Regions from separate parts of the Mus musculus genome. Here all the other regions are linked to region 5. A link is a contact called in public HiChIP or PLAC-seq, Micro-C and promoter capture Hi-C data. All regions are on one chromosome and are shown on one strand. Each heading gives the region's core, a stretch centred on a gene start, on an enhancer-like site or on the middle of the called end of the contact. The rest is flanking DNA. Distances are from core to core; before and after follow the strand shown.

The links. Promoter capture Hi-C pulls out the DNA fragments that hold promoters and counts their contacts. Hi-C and Micro-C count contacts between places; a contact is called where the count stands out from the background. HiChIP or PLAC-seq counts read pairs in DNA pulled down with a chosen protein or histone mark.
Region 1: an H3K4me3 HiChIP or PLAC-seq map of embryonic hindbrain shows a contact between it and region 5, with 5 times the contacts expected there. The contact joins the promoter of Ildr2 here to the promoter of Creg1 in region 5. A contact is called at or near these places in 9 of 39 promoter capture datasets (the 3T3-L1 cell line, cranial neural crest, embryonic stem cells and 6 more), 3 of 484 Hi-C or Micro-C datasets (the HL-1 cell line, embryonic stem cells and liver) and 7 of 115 datasets of contacts at active chromatin or transcription factors (SST interneurons, astrocytes, embryonic basal ganglia and 4 more).
Region 2: a promoter capture Hi-C map of neural stem cells shows a contact between it and region 5. The contact joins the promoter of Gpa33 here to the promoter of Creg1 in region 5. A contact is called at or near these places in 17 of 39 promoter capture datasets (the 3T3-L1 cell line, the C10 cell line, HPC-7-derived erythroid cells and 13 more), 2 of 15 datasets of contacts at CTCF or cohesin (the NIH/3T3 cell line and embryonic stem cells), 21 of 484 Hi-C or Micro-C datasets (the CH12 cell line, the G1E-ER4 cell line, Th1 cells and 11 more), 28 of 115 datasets of contacts at active chromatin or transcription factors (the HPC-7 cell line, bone marrow-derived dendritic cells, bone marrow-derived macrophages and 16 more) and 3 of 9 other capture datasets (adipose tissue, liver and macrophages).
Region 3: an H3K4me3 HiChIP or PLAC-seq map of the SCID.adh cell line shows a contact between it and region 5, with 21 read pairs. The contact joins the enhancer-like site here to the promoter of Creg1 in region 5. A contact is called at or near these places in 4 of 39 promoter capture datasets (the 3T3-L1 cell line, HPC-7-derived erythroid cells, cranial neural crest and 1 more), 1 of 15 datasets of contacts at CTCF or cohesin (large pre-B cells), 17 of 484 Hi-C or Micro-C datasets (the AML12 cell line, the C2C12 cell line, CD4 T cells and 11 more), 20 of 115 datasets of contacts at active chromatin or transcription factors (the NIH/3T3 cell line, the SCID.adh cell line, T-cell acute lymphoblastic leukemia and 16 more) and 4 of 9 other capture datasets (adipose tissue, embryonic tail, embryonic trunk and 1 more).
Region 4: a contact with region 5 is called in a promoter capture Hi-C map of liver, with 2.4 times the contacts expected there. The contact joins the promoter of Adcy10 here to the promoter of Creg1 in region 5. A contact is called at or near these places in 3 of 39 promoter capture datasets (liver and pre-B cells) and 2 of 484 Hi-C or Micro-C datasets (liver and myeloid progenitors).
Region 6: a contact with region 5 is called in a Micro-C map of the G1E-ER4 cell line, with 4 times the contacts expected there. The contact joins the enhancer-like site here to the promoter of Creg1 in region 5. A contact is called at or near these places in 4 of 39 promoter capture datasets (the 3T3-L1 cell line, cranial neural crest, neural stem cells and 1 more), 1 of 15 datasets of contacts at CTCF or cohesin (large pre-B cells), 12 of 484 Hi-C or Micro-C datasets (the AML12 cell line, the C2C12 cell line, CD4 T cells and 6 more), 3 of 115 datasets of contacts at active chromatin or transcription factors (the SCID.adh cell line, embryonic basal ganglia and embryonic stem cells) and 2 of 9 other capture datasets (embryonic stem cells and liver).

What each region holds. Positions count from the first base shown.
Region 1 is chr1:166,252,658-166,255,446 of GRCm38.p6, forward strand. Ildr2 (immunoglobulin-like domain containing receptor 2) reads left to right here and starts at 1,482. Exons shown (of 10, transcript NM_001164528.1): 1 at 1,482-1,809. The coding sequence starts at 1,719.
Region 2 is chr1:166,128,851-166,131,550 of GRCm38.p6, forward strand. Gpa33 (glycoprotein A33 (transmembrane)) reads left to right here and starts at 1,371. Exons shown (of 7, transcript NM_021610.2): 1 at 1,371-1,754. The coding sequence starts at 1,712.
Region 3 is chr1:166,044,088-166,046,830 of GRCm38.p6, forward strand. It overlaps Gm33224 (a long non-coding RNA gene), which reads right to left. Exons shown (of 3, transcript XR_865710.2): 3 at 1,365-2,698. Among named protein-coding and RNA genes, the nearest start is that of Gm33224, 3.6 kb to the right of the region's middle. Within about 2 kb of position 1,419, at least 90 of the 459 cell types and tissues checked have an H3K27ac peak or open chromatin away from gene starts, as enhancers often do. A contact at or near this core is called in the AML12 cell line, the C2C12 cell line, the G1E-ER4 cell line and 9 more, where this site is marked.
Region 4 is chr1:165,483,895-165,486,594 of GRCm38.p6, forward strand. It overlaps Adcy10 (adenylate cyclase 10), which reads left to right and starts at 1,289. Exons shown (of 34, transcript NM_173029.3): 1 at 1,289-1,441.
Region 5 is chr1:165,762,486-165,765,185 of GRCm38.p6, forward strand. It overlaps Creg1 (cellular repressor of E1A-stimulated genes 1), which reads left to right and starts at 1,273. Exons shown (of 4, transcript NM_011804.3): 1 at 1,273-1,653. The coding sequence starts at 1,300.
Region 6 is chr1:166,063,924-166,066,739 of GRCm38.p6, forward strand. No RefSeq gene overlaps it. Among named protein-coding and RNA genes, the nearest start is that of Gm39693, 16 kb to the left of the region's middle. Within about 2 kb of position 1,263, at least 10 of the 459 cell types and tissues checked have an H3K27ac peak or open chromatin away from gene starts, as enhancers often do. A contact at or near this core is called in the G1E-ER4 cell line and second pharyngeal arch cranial neural crest, where this site is marked.

The sequences.
Region 1 (2,789 bases), core at 232-2,731, 490 kb after region 5:
AGGAGACAAGTGGGAACCTAGAGAGGCCACACCAGGACTGCAGCTCAGATCACACCCCTGAGCAGGGTGGCCACCCAGCCTCCAACCACCACACCTGGCCCCGGCCCCTGATGCTGCTGCTACCTCCGGGCAAAACTGATTGTCCGGTGTGCCTGCCTCTTGCACTACTTTATCCAGATTCAGAAACCTACCTGTTAAGAGGTCACCCTGGCCATACTGGGGCCAGGGGCCTCTCCTCCAGCTTTGGTGGTTAGGAGGTGACTAGACTTTCTGGCTTCTGTATTTGGAACTGTCCAGATATGCAAAAAGAAGGCAAGTGGTGGCAAAAGGCCACCATTGAGCTTCCTCCTGATTCTGCATGTCCCCATATATACATCACCCCTGCTTTCACATGCATACATTCTTAGGGTGAAGGATTTCTGTTTCCGAGTTCACGGGCATTTTTCGGTCCTTCGGAGTTCTTTCTCCCTTCCTCTAGACAGAATATGGGTGTCTGCTTCCTTACTGCCACCAACCCTCAACAAGCCCAAATCTTGTCCCATCTTTCAAGTGTTAACACAGATGTCTCCTTTATTGTGGTCATCAGCCCCACCCCTGGGACTAACTTGTTCTTTCCTGAGTCCACCTGCCCCTTCCCTATCTCTTCTACAATGACATCAACCGGCATATTTTTTACAATGACTATGCATTATGCCTCTAAAGGTCTGGCCTTTCTTCCTCTCCTGGACCCAGGATATGGCTCCTCAAGGGACACCATTCTCATCCTGTAGCCTTAATGCTTAGAGCCTAGGAGAGCCTTAGTATATATTTGCTAACCCAAACATTCGTTTCTCAGTGCTTTCTCAACGTATTGTGAGTCCTTTCCAATAGACAGGAGACAACTCCATTTTAAAAGTGGGCATAGCCCATGGAAATGTACGCTGCAAATGGAGAATGTATAGGTGTAGTCTCCCTCTCCCTCCCCCTCCCCCTCCCCCTCCCCCTCCCCCTCCCCCTCCCATTCTCTCTCTCCCTCTCTCTCTCTCTCTGCTCATTTTCTGTTAAAAAGGCCACATACGTTTTAACAGAAAAAAGATTTTTGCCTAAAGGGTTTCTCCCCTATGGATCCTAATTTGGTTGGGGCCTCTTGGTTCGTTGAACCAGATGCACCAGCCAGGGCACAACAAAAACAAACAAACAAACAAACAAACAAACACCACACAGGTCTAAGCCCCAGGAGAAGTTATGCCAAGTCCTTGTAGCCTTTCTGTCCCTGACACCCAGTACAGGTGCAAGGAAACATCGAGTCCCAGCCTGCTTGGTGGCTCAAGTAGAGCTTGAGTCGCAGCCCCCGCCACATGGTCCGCCCTCTGGGGTGGACTTCGCTGCTAGGCTCTGACCTCCCAGCCCCGGGAGACGGCACGTGACCGAGAAACTTTGGCGGGCGGTGTTGGCGCGGGCGGCGGCGCGGCGATCGAGCTCCCCCGCGCGGCGAGCTCTGCTGCGGGGAGGCGCTCGCCGGTGCCGCGCAGCCTGTGCGTGCGGGAACGGCCCCCGCAGCCCAATCGGACTCTAGAGCCAGCGGCAGCGCGCCTCTCGCAGGCGGCGGCGTCCAGCGCCCGGGGCCGGGCTGCGCGGCCAGCCCCGAGGGCTGCGGCGCCAGGGACGCGCGGGGCCCGCGCTCCGCCGCCGCCGCCGCCTGCTGCTGCGAGGTCATCCGGATCTTATCGTGCCAGCTGATGCCCGCTTTTCCCACTCTGGATCTGGATGGGAAGTTGGGGAAGATGGATAGGGTCGTGTTGGGGTGGACCGCTGTCTTCTGGTTAACAGGTAAGAGTCGTTTGCCACAGCTACGGATAACTTTAAATGTATTCCTACAGTGGTGGTGTTCCACTCCACCTTCGTTTTCCTCCTTTTTGACAGTGTTAAAGCTGCTTAGCCTGTGGTGTGTGTGTGTGTGTGTGTGTGTGTGTATGATGGGGGAGGCAAGGGAGAATGCCGGATTGCGAAGGAGCTGGATGGAGATGCAGGTGTTTGACTCACTAGCGCTATGAGGCTGTTCTTAGGAGGTATATTTCCCCTCCAGACAATGATTCTTCCTCCTTCTTTCTCTGAGTTTGTTAGGCTCCGAGTCCTGGGCAAAGCCTGGGGAAAGGGGTTGATTCATTAACAGCTCTGGTTTTCTGGAGGCAGGGTTTGGGAGGTGGGTAGGGGAGTGTCTCCCTAGCTACTTCCACAGAAGAGGAGGGAGACCCAGGAACATTCGCTGGGGCTCTCTGGCTGTAGGGGGAAAGGTTTAGGAAGATGAAGAACAGCTTGATTGGCCTGGAATTTAAGGCCCTATCAGTCTTACTGGAGCCATTTGGAGAAGATAAAAGACAACCCTGTAATAGATCGACGCCCCCCCCCCCAACAACGTTAATTTGTATGGAGGTTCAGAGGTAACTTTGGCGGTGCTTGTAGCGCACCTCTTCTCCTTTTGTGAACTTTCTTCCCATCGTCTGGTGCTAGGAGAAGCCCTGTGTGTAACACTGTACAATTCAGCAATTCTGGGTTAAGGAACAAGTGGCGCTGGGGTGGCCACCTCAGATTCAGAGTAGCCCGCTGAAGGCAAAATGGGGCAGGGGGAGGAGGCTTTGGATGGCTGGGGGTGGGCCAGAGGCAACCAAAGAGACAGTGGAGAAGACAGAATAAGGTGTCGAAGGGTCATGATGATAGGATCGGGTCAGTCGCAGGCAGAAGAGAGCAAATGGCTGCAAGAAGAAAAAAGTTTGTTTCCTCTGGGGCATCCACCAGCTCCAGGAGGGTGC
Region 2 (2,700 bases), core at 121-2,620, 370 kb after region 5:
GAGCGCTGCACTGAATCTCAAGAAGGAGCAAGTTCTGAGCTGCGAAGCCAGGGAAGGCTTCGTGGGAGACATGATGTAGGAGCAGGCCTTTAAAGGATAAGCTGGATAAAATATAATGGGTATAATAGTGGGGAGGGGCTGCCGAGAGAGCACAGTGCACAGTCCTGCAGCAGGAAAGAACGAGCCGCAGCCGGCTAGATGTCTAAGTAGAGACAGAACAGAGGTTACACACCCTGGAAGATAACTCTTAAAAGGGAAGGGACGTTGAAGAGTGAATCCTAGCACACCTTACAGGACAATTTAAGGAGCAGATGGACGTCCGTTCATTTCTTAAGGGCTGCAGAGTCAGCAAGAGAGCCAGAGTAGAGACCCAGCATCAGGGGGTCTGTCCTGAGTAAGATAACCTGACGACAGTGTCCAGAAACTGGAAAATCATCATATACAGTAGGAGAAGGCTAAACTGTGACTAAGCAAAGTGTAACAGGTGAAAAGCAATAAGTTTGTAAGCCAACTAAACCTGGTAGTTAGAAAAGATCACTGTACACAGGGAATTTGTAATACAAGGCAACACCTGGGAAAGCATTTATAGTAATCACTTTATCAAAAGTGAGTTTCCCAAGAACACAAAGACACTCTAGAAACCAGGAAGCCCAAGACCAATAACTATGTAGAAATATGAACAAACTTGGAAAAGGTAACACGTGGTGTGATATTATTCATTACCTATTAAGCAGAACATAGTAGTGCTGTATGTATGAATGCAAAAAAACTCTAAGGTATTTTATTAAATAAAAATATTTAAATGACATAATATCATTTGTACATATTCTATAATGTAGAGTATCTATGGCAGAGCCTGATCAGATAGCTCTCCCGGAGAGCTATTTCCTATAGATATTCTTGGCTGTACTGAAACTGACTCTGCAGACCAGGCTGACCTCAAACTCACAGAGATCTGCCTGCCTCTGCCTCCTGAGTGCTGGGATGAAAGGTGTTTCGGTTCACCTCTTACATTTATTCGAAGGTAACAAACATCTCAGTTGTTTTGGGACTGTGAGGTTTCAGGGCTCCCAGGTTACAAGACTATGGTGTTAGAAACTGAGAGGAAGAACTAAGATACATTGTCATCTTGGTTTCTTGTGTATCTGCTACTTTCCCAAGCCGGGTACCAATTCTGAACACAGGAACTTCCTGTGTCCTCCGAGACCACATTTCTGTCCCAGTGTGGGAGTCAGAGAAGAGAGGAAGGGCAAAGAAAAAGACAATGCCGGGTCTTAATGTGCCTCAGCAAGTGTGGGCAACACCCTGCTTTTACTAGCTTTCACTTCTGAGCTCGCTCCCTTTTTATTACACAGCAACAACATCCCATCAGTTATGAGAGGTCCACACCTTCTGAGAAGCACAGGACTTTGCACTCCTGCTGAAGAGGGAGAAGGCAGGAAGATGGCTGGCTCCAGGAAGGAAGAAGACTCTTGTTGGGGCCTTTCATAGAGTAGGTGGAGCAGGGGCCTCACCCCATAGGTGAGCTCACCTGCCAGTCCGTTGACTGGGTGGGGCATGTGGGCCCAGTCTGGCCCAGGTGAGCTGGAGGAGAGTCACAGGGACTACAGGCTGAACCAGGCCAGAGGCCATAGCTTTAACCAGACAGCCCAGACCTGTCCAGTGCCCTGCCAGTTCCAGACTGGGCTTGTGTCGGGAAAGGAGCCAGACCATGTTGGGGAAGGCAGGATCTGTGGTGTGGATGTTCTGTGCAAGTGAGTACGCCCCTCTGCTGCCAGCTCTGGGGAATGGGTGGGGTGTGTGACCGACTGCTGAAGCAGAGGCAGTCCTAGTGTCCCTCACTTCCCCTGGTCCCAGCAGTGCTCTGTCCCACTGAGCAGAGCTATACATTCTACTGTTTGGTGGGGGCAGTTTGTAGGCCTGGTCCTAAATCAACACAGTCCTTGTCTCCGTTAGCTCCCAAACAACCCCCAGTCCATTGTTGAAATGAGAAACTCAAAGGGTTAGACACAGTATTTGAAATTAAGGATTGCTCTCAAAAACGCCAGGGTGTGGATCTAGATAGATTTACTGCCTAGGGCAGTGGTTCTCAACCTTTCTAATGTGCTGAGCCTTTAATATAGTTCTGCATGTTGTGGTGACCCCCTAACCTTAAAATTGTCATTGTTGTTTCATAACTGCAAATTTGCTACTGTTATGACTCGTAATGTAAATATCTGTGTTTTCTGACGATCTTAAAGGACCCTGTGGGGGGGGGGGGGTAAACCATTCCATCTCCCAAGGGGTGGCGACCCACAGGTTGAGAACCATTGATCTAGGTTTTGGTTTTGGTTTTCCAGTCTTTTTAAAATTAGAAAAAGACACGACCATAAACATGTTAGCACCTATGTCACCCACAGGAAACTTAAAGAGGAAAAAATTTCCTCGATATCCTGCATAGAGCCACAAGCTGGAAAGCAGGCTTCCACAGGCCGGTGCTCCCTGTGTTCCCTGCCTGGCAGAGAACCCCTCCTCCCACCTCTCAAAGCAGCATCAGATGGGTTTGCGGCGGAATAGAAACTAAGTGTTAAATAGCAAAGCAGTTGTGTGGAGAAGGGCAGGGTGCCTGAGGGTGTCTGCATACCGGGGGTCAGGAACGCTGAGAGGAGTTTAGTTCAGAGACCCTAGTTCAGTGTCTTTGTCCAGCAGCTTGCTTCCAGG
Region 3 (2,743 bases), core at 169-2,668, 280 kb after region 5:
ATGCAGCTTTTGTCTCCCACATACTCTCAGCATAAAACCCTGGTCCAAGCACACACAAACCAAACGCCCACAGTTGAATGGTTCAGTGAGTGAATTAATGAAAATTATCACTGAAACAGCATCTCAACCTTGCTTCTTACAAATAAAATATAATTTAATCTCAAAACATTACATTTACTTCGTGTATATGTAAGGGGGTGGGGTGGGGGTGGGGAGATTACATACTCAGACCATGAGCAAGCTTGTGTGAGCCCCAGAGATCAGACGAAGGTCGTCTGCCTTGGTGGCAAACACTTCTACCCACTGAGCTATCTAGCTGGCACCTATATCATTTTTCAGTGACAGCATCCTTAATGTGGCCCTCCCCAGAAAAAAAGTCTTCATTTTTTAATCTACACTATTAATACTTCACATTTTTTAAAACGGTTTCTTTCAGGATCTTTTAGATTGATAGGAAATAACTGAAAGCACTGTTGAGTTTCCCTACGCCGGCCCAATTTCCCCTCTAGTTGACATTTTACATTTGCCACAATGAATGACCCAGTTCTAATACATTTTTATTAATAAAAGTCCACACTCTCCCCACGATCTCTTTGGGTTTCCTGTTTTCCCAGCGTAGCCTTTGCTGCCCCAGGTCCCTCCCTGTTCCAGCATGCTGTGTTTAGTTGCTACATCTCCTTGGCTTCTCTTGGTTGTGGTGGTTTCTCTCTAAGATCTGAAAAAGTCCCATTTGGGGGGCGTGGGGGGTTGTTCAGGTCAGCCTCCTCCATGACCCTAGCCAGCTGTCATTTTCCTGGAAGGGACTCTTGGATGCAGCTGAGGAAGGTTAAAGGGGGCACAGAATGGGCTGATGGACAGGCTTGAATGAAATTCATTGCTCTTGGCCTTCTAATGAGGTGCATGGCCAATGGCCTTGGGAGGATGCAGCCTCGGAAATACAGCAGAGTCTAACAATCTAGGAAACACAGCACAGTCTAAACCGTGACACACCAGGGACGGGCCATCTGCTTGGGCAGATTTTGGTGGCTTCTCTCAGTAGTCTTGTTAGGCCTGAGCAAGCCAGGGGCAGTGACCTCTCTTCTTGCCATTCACTGACTTTGCTTTCCTCTGGAACCAAATGCTTGCAATCCAGCGTCAGTCGATCCATCTCGTAGGTATACATCCAGGGGATCGAAACTCACACCCCATCATGCTCTCTGGCCACATCACATCAGAGGACGACCCACTGGCAGTGCAGGTGCCCTTTCCATTTCCATTTCCCCTTCCCTCTCTCCCCTCCTCCCCCCATCCCCAGTTCCTTTTCTAACTCTTGAGCAGGAGAGGGAAGGGCAGGATGGGTGGGAGTTTTAACTGTTACCTCTGGCCTAGTTCTTTCATCTCTTAAGCTAAATTCCAAAGGGGTAATTGTATTAGTCATCCCCAAATCCAGCCTTCTCAGAGAGCGCAGCCTGTGAGCTCCCCCTCTCTCCTTCTTTCAGGGGGTTGGAGAAGTGCAGTTTATAAAAGCCCCACTTCTAAGTCCCCAATCTGCACTTTCTGGAAGCTTTCCGGAGAGCAGCCATCCTAGCGGACCCCAAGCTGCACAGACTTGGACACTACATAACCTTTCTTTTCCCCAGCCCCCCACCTCCTTCTTCCTTGCAGCCAATTAAAGACAGACAGCACGCTGCCCCGCTGCTGAGGCTCTAACCGAAGGAGCAAGAGGAGTCTGGTGGGAGGGAGCTCCTGCTGAGAATGGGGCCCAGGCCCTGGGCTAGGCAGGATGGAATGTGCCGTGGGATTTAGGAAAGCTGTGGCTGGATATGAGACTCTGACAGCCAAAATGCACACAGCACTGGTGATTAAAACTAACAAGAACACTTGCCAATTTCCCTACAAGTTTGTCCTTTCTCCAGAGTAGTTTTGACAGTGGACAGGACACGAGGCATTTTTCTATGGCCACTCACTTCGTCATCTTATGTGGCTCCTACACCCAAGTAAATATTGAGATGTTTGAAGAAGTTACCATCCGCCTGTGAGGAATTTTTCTCCTTTTGCAAGGAAACCCACAGCCCAATCCAGTCCATGATCTCCTTCTGCTACTGTTTTGCTGGGCGCTTATAGATAGAAACCAGAACTTTCTTGTTATGTGTTCCTTTGCTATTTGGATAAAGTTTTTTTTTTTGTTGTTGTTTTTTTTAAAGAAAAAAAAAAGGACAACCACCCCTTTGTCATTTGTTACTCTTTCTGTGTTGATAGATCTTAAGAATGTATTTTCTGGACTGGTAGGACGACTCAGTGGTTAGGGGTGTGGGTGCTTGTAGCCAAGCCTGAAAAACAGCAAGCTGGTCTTAGCCAGTGCTCTGTAATATGAAAACAGAAAAAGAAGATTTAATTTAAGGTAACCACATCAGGAAGAAAAACAAGGGAGTCCAGGAACCTCCAAGTCCAAGACCTCCCTCTGAGATCCTGACAGAAGCATAGGAGAGGAGATAGGGCATGAGTAACCTGGTCACCTGGTCAAGCTGTGGTCCCCCACTCTTGTCTCAGCTCCTCCAGTCTCCCTTGCAAGGTGGTCCAGGAAGATGCCGGACTGAGATCTCTTCCTAGAAGACAAGTCTCTCCTGCTGCCGCAGGACTTCATCCTTTCCCTTCTCCCAGCCTGGGGCTCTCGGAGACATGTCAAGACTCTGCATTCCAATGGTCTGATACCTAAGGGCTGGGGCACACGTTTCTCTTATCCCCATTCCTGCCTGTGCCAGTG
Region 4 (2,700 bases), core at 39-2,538, 280 kb before region 5:
CCATGAAACACCAAAAGCAGAGTTGGGGAAGAAAGGGTTTGACCTCGCACTTCGATATTCCACATCATAGTCTATCATTGAAGTTGGGACTCAAACAGGGCAGGAGCCTGGAGGCAGGAGCTGATGCAGGGCCATGGGGCTGCATTCTCTCCTGCTCAACCTTCTTTCCTATAGCACTCAGGACCACCTGTCGAAGGGTGGGCCCACCACAGCAGCTGAGTCCACCCACATCAATCTCTAAGAAAAGGCCTCACAAGCTCACCTACACCCCAGCCAAATAGAGGCCTTCTCTCAGCTGAGGCTCCCACCTCTGATGACTCTACCTTGTGTCAAGTTGGCATAAAACTAGCCAGGACAGCTCCTTTAAAACATACTTTGACAGTGTCCCACTGGATTGTGAAAACTTAAATTCTTACTCATAAGGCCTCAGATTTTAACTGACCTTTGCGTAAATTTATAAGTAGACACATTAAAACCAGACGTATATTCAAAAACAGATGTATAATTTGTCAAAATTTTACCTCACAAGTAGTAAATTCATTAAAACTGGTAAAATTCATGGCCCTGATAGTGTGGTCACTACAATAGTGCTCCTTTGTTTATCCACCAGCCCTGGCAGCACCTGGAAGATAGTACCAAACGCTGAGGTGCTGCTGGTTGTCTGTAGACATCTATGCCAGTTTTTTAATGAAGTATAGTAAGAAATTAATAACAACAGTAATAAGATAAGACAATTGTAGCAAAATGCTGACAAGTCTGCCATACAAGTCATTTATACAGAGTGACTACACTGGACAGGAGGATGATTCGTGTCCCAGAGAGGACAGTGAGAGACTTCATTATGCTGCTGAACACTGTAATTCCAAAAAGAAAGAGTATTGCTGTAATTTTCCATTCATGTTTTCAGACCAAAGTTGATCAGTGGTAACTTAGCTTGCGTAACAAAACCAAAGACATGGCGAAACTACTGTATTGACTAAACTTGGGTGCTTGCTTAAGAGACTTTTCTTTTGATAATAGTCACCTATCAACTGTGACCTAATTTCAGTCACCCTCCACATGGTCAAGGAAAGAGATGTGTAAACGATGGGGTTATTTCACTCTCTCCAACTGTCTCACATGTCCAGACATGAGAACCTGAGATTGAGCCAAGCCAGTCTTCCAAGAGCAGTAGACCACTCAGTGTTGGGGGAGGGGTACGGTGATGCCAGCCAATCAGAAGCACAGCCAGTGCGCGTGAAACAATGAACTTCTGATGAGGGTGTGGCCTGGAAAACGGCTTTTTGACAAAACTGTCATTTGATGGGTCAGGTATGGACAGACATGGCACTTCTGCTGTCTTCAGAATAATAACACCAGACCCCTTTCCTGTTCTCTGCATTCCTGAAAGATCTAGTCCCTAATCTAGGCTCGAGCTTCTCCACAGTCTTGGAGAACAGAGGTACGTGGGAAGTAGGAGTTTCAGTAGAAGAAATAGCAGAGCTAGAAGGAAAACGACCATCTAGTGTCACAGCTAATAGACTTGAGAGGAGAGTGGTTGGCAAGTTCAGGGTTTATTTCTGCCAGCCTTTTAGGTTAGATTAGAAGCTTAAATGTGACCCTGTCCTGTTTGTCTTGGATATCATATATTTCTAGCTTGTCCTGTTTGCTTTCATCAGTCAAATAGTAAGTGCCTATCATATGAAGGTGCTAGAAAGGTGCTGTGGAAGAAAGAAAGACTAATAATGTGATCTCTAAAGAGGGGGTTTACAGTTCAGAGGGAGACAGTGTAAACAGGCCAAGAAGAGACTGACAGAAAATAAGTCACAAAAGTGTATAGACACTAAAAACCATGAAGAATGCAGAAGAGGAGTTGACAGAGTGATCAAGCAAGCTTTGGTGATACCGTTCCTTTTCAACCCCCCAGCCCCAACCCCCATTGTCCTCTTCTTAAAGAAGACTACATTATTGATGAAAAACTGAGCATAAGTCAAAAACTAGTAGGAAACTCTACAAGAGATGATGATGGACATGGTTGTGATCGGTCCTAACATATCCATAATCTTCGCATCCTGTTACTGCTCAGTTTTCCCATGACATCAGAAGGTGTGCTTGGATTCAGCCAGGAAGGATGCTTGCTGTACCTTCACATCCTCACTTGTTCTTTTGTTTGGGGTGGGGGTGGGGAATCCTCATTCCTAGTTATATTCCCACAGGCTCACACATTCTGCTTGACTGTGAGAGAATTGGCAAGGTGCCATCCACATGCCCTCCAGATGAGAGGATTAAACACACCTTTTCTGTAGATTTGGACATCCCCAATGTGTCAGTCTTACATGAAATGCTTCATCTAAGGTGCCTGAGGGAGCCGGGCATGGTGGCATCCCACCATCTGAGAGGAAGGGTCAGGTAGACCTCTGTGAGTTCAAAGTCTACACAGTGAGTCCCAAAACAACCTGTGAAGTGCTTAAATTGTAACTAAGCCGTGGGTGTATCTGTGGAGAGTATCTCTGCCACTACCATTTATTATGTTGCAGAACTTACAGAAAATTCTTCTAAAATGGAATTTGTCTATTTTACTCTTAAGAAGACTCATAAGAAAAACTCCCAGCTATTTACTTTAGATATCCTTGCCTTTTAGACTCATGGACAAATCAGGTTTCCCATGGATTGGGATACTCCTGTTCACCCTAGCATTTGGGAAGTGGAAGCAGGAGAATC
Region 5 (2,700 bases), core at 23-2,522:
GGGGGCTAGCTAGAGGCAGACCTCAGAATATCTTTCCAGAAATCTCCTTTAGGAGTCTCACACCAGTCCCTAGAATAGAGGCTAAGCCTGATTTTTATATCATTTTAGAGGTGTCAGGAAGTTTCACATCCCATGATTTAGTTCATCCTGGCCTACATGACAGGGAGCTGGGTGCCACAGACTAAGAGGAGCTGCCAAGGAGCTGAAGGGGTCTGCAACCCTATAGGTGGAACAACAACATGAACTAACCAGTACCCCCAGAGATCGTGTCTCTAGCTGCATATGTAGCAGAAGATAGCCTAGTCGGCCATCATTGGGAAGAAAGGCCCCTTGGTCTTGCAAACTTTATATGCCCCAGTACAGGGGAACACCAGGGCCAAGAAGTAGGAGTGGGTGGGTAGGGGAGGGGGGGGTACAGGGGACTTTCGGGATAGCATTTGAAATGTAAATGAAGAAAATACCTAATATTTTTTTAAGAAAGAAAAAAGAGTAGCGGCTAAGCACGGACTGCTTCATAACTCTGTTAGGAAGAGAGAGAGCTGCAGAGAGGTGTGGCCTGATTCAGACTATAGGATGGGTGGGGCTTAAAAGATTCTAACAGTGGCCACAGTTTTAAAACGACGCAAACACGTTTGCATACATTTTCTAACTCCCTAGGGTAGCAGAATGAAAATCCTCCACGGGCTTGGAGGATCTGCCAGAATAAATGCATGAAACCACGAATTTAACCGAGCTAGATGACTTGACAGGTCTCAAATGGACAAGGTCAAAGTCTTGAGTGGGATACCGAAAACTAACAAAGTGGCTTTATCTGAAGACTCTTCTGGGCCAGGAATTTTTAAGTTCCTGCATGTCGGTATTTCTGTACTGTACTACATATAGGCTTGCTTGCTAACAGTCAGTAAACAGAAAAGAGCACACAGAAAACTCACGTTCTCTTAGATGCCAGGCAAGCATACTCAAAGACATTAAAAAGGAGGTGTGTGCGTGCATGCAGGCAGCTTTTTTCTAGCACTGTGACTTAGGAAGTTGCTTAATTTCTTCTAGACCTCATTTATCTGTCTGTAAATCAAACAAGCAAAACAAATATCTCTTTAGGGCAAATTCGCACTCTTCACAGAGCAGATCACAGGACACGGTGAACAGACCATATGCTTCTGGAAACTGGGTTGCACTGGAGCCACGCCCCCTCTTGCCTGCTCATCTCTGATTGGCTTTCTCGGAGGGGCGGAACAACGGGCAGGCAATAGTTACCCCGGCAGAGTTTGGTCGGTGGGCAGGGACTCCGCAGTCAGCGTCATGGCTGCCCGTGCTCCTGAGCTCGCGCGTTCCCTGCTTGCTGCCCTTCTGGCGCCCGCGCTGGTGGCACTACTGGTGTCGCCGGCCTCGGGTCGCGGAGGCCGGGACCACGGGGACTGGGACGTGGACAGGCGATTGCCTCCGCTGCCACCCCGCGAAGACGGGCCGCGCGTGGCCCGCTTCGTGACTCACGTCTCAGACTGGGGCTCGCTGGCCACTATCTCCACAATAAAGGAGGTGCGCGGCTGGCCCTTCGCGGACATCATCTCAATCAGTGACGGTCCTCCGGGAGAAGGCACGGGCGAGCCCTACATGTACCTGAGTCCACTGCAGCAAGCCGTGAGCGACCTGCAGGTGAGCGGGAGCGCGGCGCGGTTTCCCAGACCCGGCAGAGCAGGAAACCAGCGTCTCCAGTTTAGCTCGCTGGGGAGAGCGTGGGTCTTAGAGATAAGACTTTTGAACCCAGCTCACATGACTGTCTCTTCTGGCCTGCGCTGGCTAGGCGGAGGTTGTAGCATCCCAGATGTTGGGGAACTACCAGGAAGTTCCTACTTACCCTGTTACTGGTCTAAGCGCTTGGGGTAAATTCTTTGCCAGTACCTGGAGCACTTCACACCCTTCAGATAGTCAGGCGTCCTCTTTAGGCGCTGTCTCTGCATAAACTGCACTCTTGTGATCTAAAGGCATACAGATTGTTGGATAGTTTAGCGTTTGGCTTATGTGACTTCGGAGATTCTCTTCCCTACCTTTACCTATCAGCAGTGGGAAACTACTACACAGCATTATAGTTGACTGCGGACCTGGCTCTGCTTACAGCTCAGGTGGAAACAGCCTGGGAGGGAAAGGCCACACAGGAGCCCAGAAATGAAGCCTGACTCGGTGGAGGGTCTGTGGCAAAACTGAGAAAGCTTGGTGTCGTGGTAAACAGTGAGCCAAGAGACGCCGACGCTTTAACCAAGCCCTTGCCATGGTATGTGCCTAGGGCTTTTCGGTTCCACCTGTTTTCATTCATTGTCTCTTGTAGTAACTCTTAGAAACAGGCATGGCTATTCCGGGTTTACAGATGAAGACATGAGGTTAAGTAATTTGCGCAAAGCCAGGGGGCCAACCCTAGTTCACCTCAGACCCACTTGTCTTCAAAGCACAGGCCACAGGACTGGGACCCATGTGCTAGAATAGAAGAGACCCGTTTTCTTCAGCCTCCACAGAGTTCTGTATTGTTCTAAACAAATTTAAATTAGCTACTGCCTTTTAAAACTGCAATCCTAGGGGCTAGGGAAATAGCCCAGTTGGTAAAATACTTGCCATGTAGGCGCGAGGACCTGTATTTGGTCCTCAGTACCCATCTTGACAGCTTGCACGCACATGTGATCCTACACTGGCTCAACGGCTTGCACACAC
Region 6 (2,816 bases), core at 13-2,512, 300 kb after region 5:
TTCAGAGGCCAGGGGCTATGGAGAAGAAGGAGCACACTCCTTGTGTTCCTCTGAGAGAAAAATGAGAGGTTGCTCCAACCTTTGTTTATTCAGTCAAGATGGGTATCATATATGTCCCCACAGTTTGACTCTGCACCCAAGATAAGGACCCTATCTCTCCTGGTTGAGTAAGGAGAACTTCTACATGCCCCTTCAGTATCAGGGACTTTGCCTTGACACATGGTCTTAACCTACTCCCAGAGTAAATATTCTTTGGTTATTGCGATTGTCTACTTCTGAGTTAACCTTAGAATGTTTTGGTCGAAGCTTTTTGGGACAGCTTCTTAGGTGACTAGTAATGAATTGGGAACATAATATACCCACAGAGTAAACACAAAAAAGTTTATTCTATAAATTATTCTTTTCATATGCCATAATTCTACAGTAACTTGCCAAAGAAGAATATAGGGACACAGACGTAGAGCTAAATCAACCCACTGCAGTCATGGATAACTTCATCCAGCAATTTATCTTTAAAATGAATACACATTTTACATTTTGTCCTTTGGAATTGTAGTATTGGCAGGCACACACATATGCAAATGCGCACTGTATTTTATAGCTTTAATTTATATTTCTTTGAAAAATAGATGTTCTACTTATTAACTGTCATAATATTTATGCCCCATTTCTCTGTGGTTATTGGCAAAGTTATTTTCTAAGTAGGGACTGGACCGGTGGCTCAGCGGTTAGGAGCATTCATTCACTAGTCCTGCAGAGGACCGGGGTTTGGTTCCCAGCACTCACACAGGGGCTTCTAACAGCTCAGAGCTTCAGAACCTGACATCTTCTAAATTTCACAGGTCCCAGGCATGTACTCGGTACATATTTATATACACAGGCCAGGACTAACGCATAAAATAAAAACAAAGAAAAAGGAGAAGGAGATCGTAAAAAGCCAACTAGTAACCATTTTGGCTTGGCTGTGCATTCAGCCTGGGTCAAAATCCCTCACATCTGCCTTTGTCGTGTGAAGGCAGAGTAAGGAAATGAATAAATGAGCTGAGTGGGAATAGTTTTCAACAAAACACATAATGACCGGAAGTAGAGAGAGAATTCTGGGAAGCTGGCAAGTCGGGAGTCTGTGTCCTCACCCAGACAACAATTACTCTGGAAGAGTCTGTCCTATGAAACTATTTGGAAAGTCTGGAGTGCGTTGAAGGGGAGGCTTGAACATTAAATTGCAGTCAATTTTGCTCAATTTCAGCTCTTAGCTCAGAAGCTGCTACCATCCCCCACCTCCCAGCCCGGCGGCAGGCAGCTTTGAATGTGCCCCTGCAGCAAATGGTGTCTACCTGGTCTGAGGCTCAGAAGGAAAAAAGGCTCTTGCCTTCCCATCTCTTGGATCTCGGCTCATAATCACTGACTGCCGATTCTGATCACAGAAGCCCAGAGAGTTCTAGCCATGGTTGCTGCACCCACCACAACGCGCCGTGAGTCTTCACTCCTGCCAGGGGAGATTTTCAAAAGATTCAGAAAAGCCAAGAGCTCCAACTCCTTCCTTCTTGTCTTCTCGACCTCTTTGAAGCCAAATTAAAGACGAAGACATTTGTGAATAACTGACTGGACAAAAGTATGAAGTGGGCGTGGTAACCAGGGAAAAACAGGCTCTGAGAAGGAAGACACAGGGGGACTTTTACACGTCAGGATGCTCCTTGTTATAGTGATGGCCTACAAGGATGCTTTGTTTTATTCTTTTGTGGTGAGATCTGATGTATCGTCAGGCTGGCCTCCAATTCATAATGTATCTGCGGAGGACCTTGCATTCCCCTACCTCTACTGGTTCAGTTCTGAGATGACAGGCCTGTGCCACCAAACCTGGTTTATGCAGGTACTGGGGGCTGAAACTAAAGCCTTCTGCATGGCAGGCAAGCATCTTACGTACTGAACTAAATATATTAAGACTTCCCAAACAATAATTTTAAAAAATTAGAAAACTCTTGAGGAGAGAGAGAGTGATGGTTTATATATGCTTGGCCCAGGGAGCTGCCTGGAAGTCAGTCTTTCACTAGCAGCCTTCAGATGAAGATGTAGAACTCTCAGCTCCTCCTGCACCATGCCTGCCTGGATGCTGCCATGCTCCCACCTTGATGATAATGGACTGAACCTTTGAACCTGTAAGCCAACCCCAATTAAATGTTGTCCTTTATAAGACTTGCCTTGGTCATAGTGTCTATTCACAGCAGTAAAACCCTAATGGAGACAGAAGTTGGTACCAAGGACAAGGGTATTACTGTGATAGGCCTGACCATGCATTTGTTTGGAAGAATGTGGATTTTAGGACTTTGGATTTGGAAAGCAGTAATGCTTTAACTGGGGCTTAATGGACCATCCTAGTAGGAATATGAAAGACTTTGTTGATGAGAGTGATTTGAACGGTGCAGACCTGGCCCAAGAAGTTTCAATATGTGACCTAGCGATTGCTTTTGTGGGATTTTGGTGAAGAATGTGGCTGCTTTTTGCACTTGTATGAAGAGTCTAGCTGAGACTAACATAAAGAGGTTTATATTAATTACATTGACAAAAGAAATCTCAAAAACACCCAGCGGAGACTTTGTTCTCTGGTAAAGTCTCATGAAGAGCATTTTGAACAAGTGCAACAAGCTTGGAGAGGAAAAATATAAATATATATGGTTTGAGTATTAAAGGTAAACTAGAAAGTGAAATGGAGCTGAATCCTGGGTTAAAGGACATTAAATTGAATTAAGGGAGTAGTGCCCTTGGGGCTAGATCCCACCCAGCTAAGTTTAGGTCCAGGTTTGGTAGTAGAAGCCTTT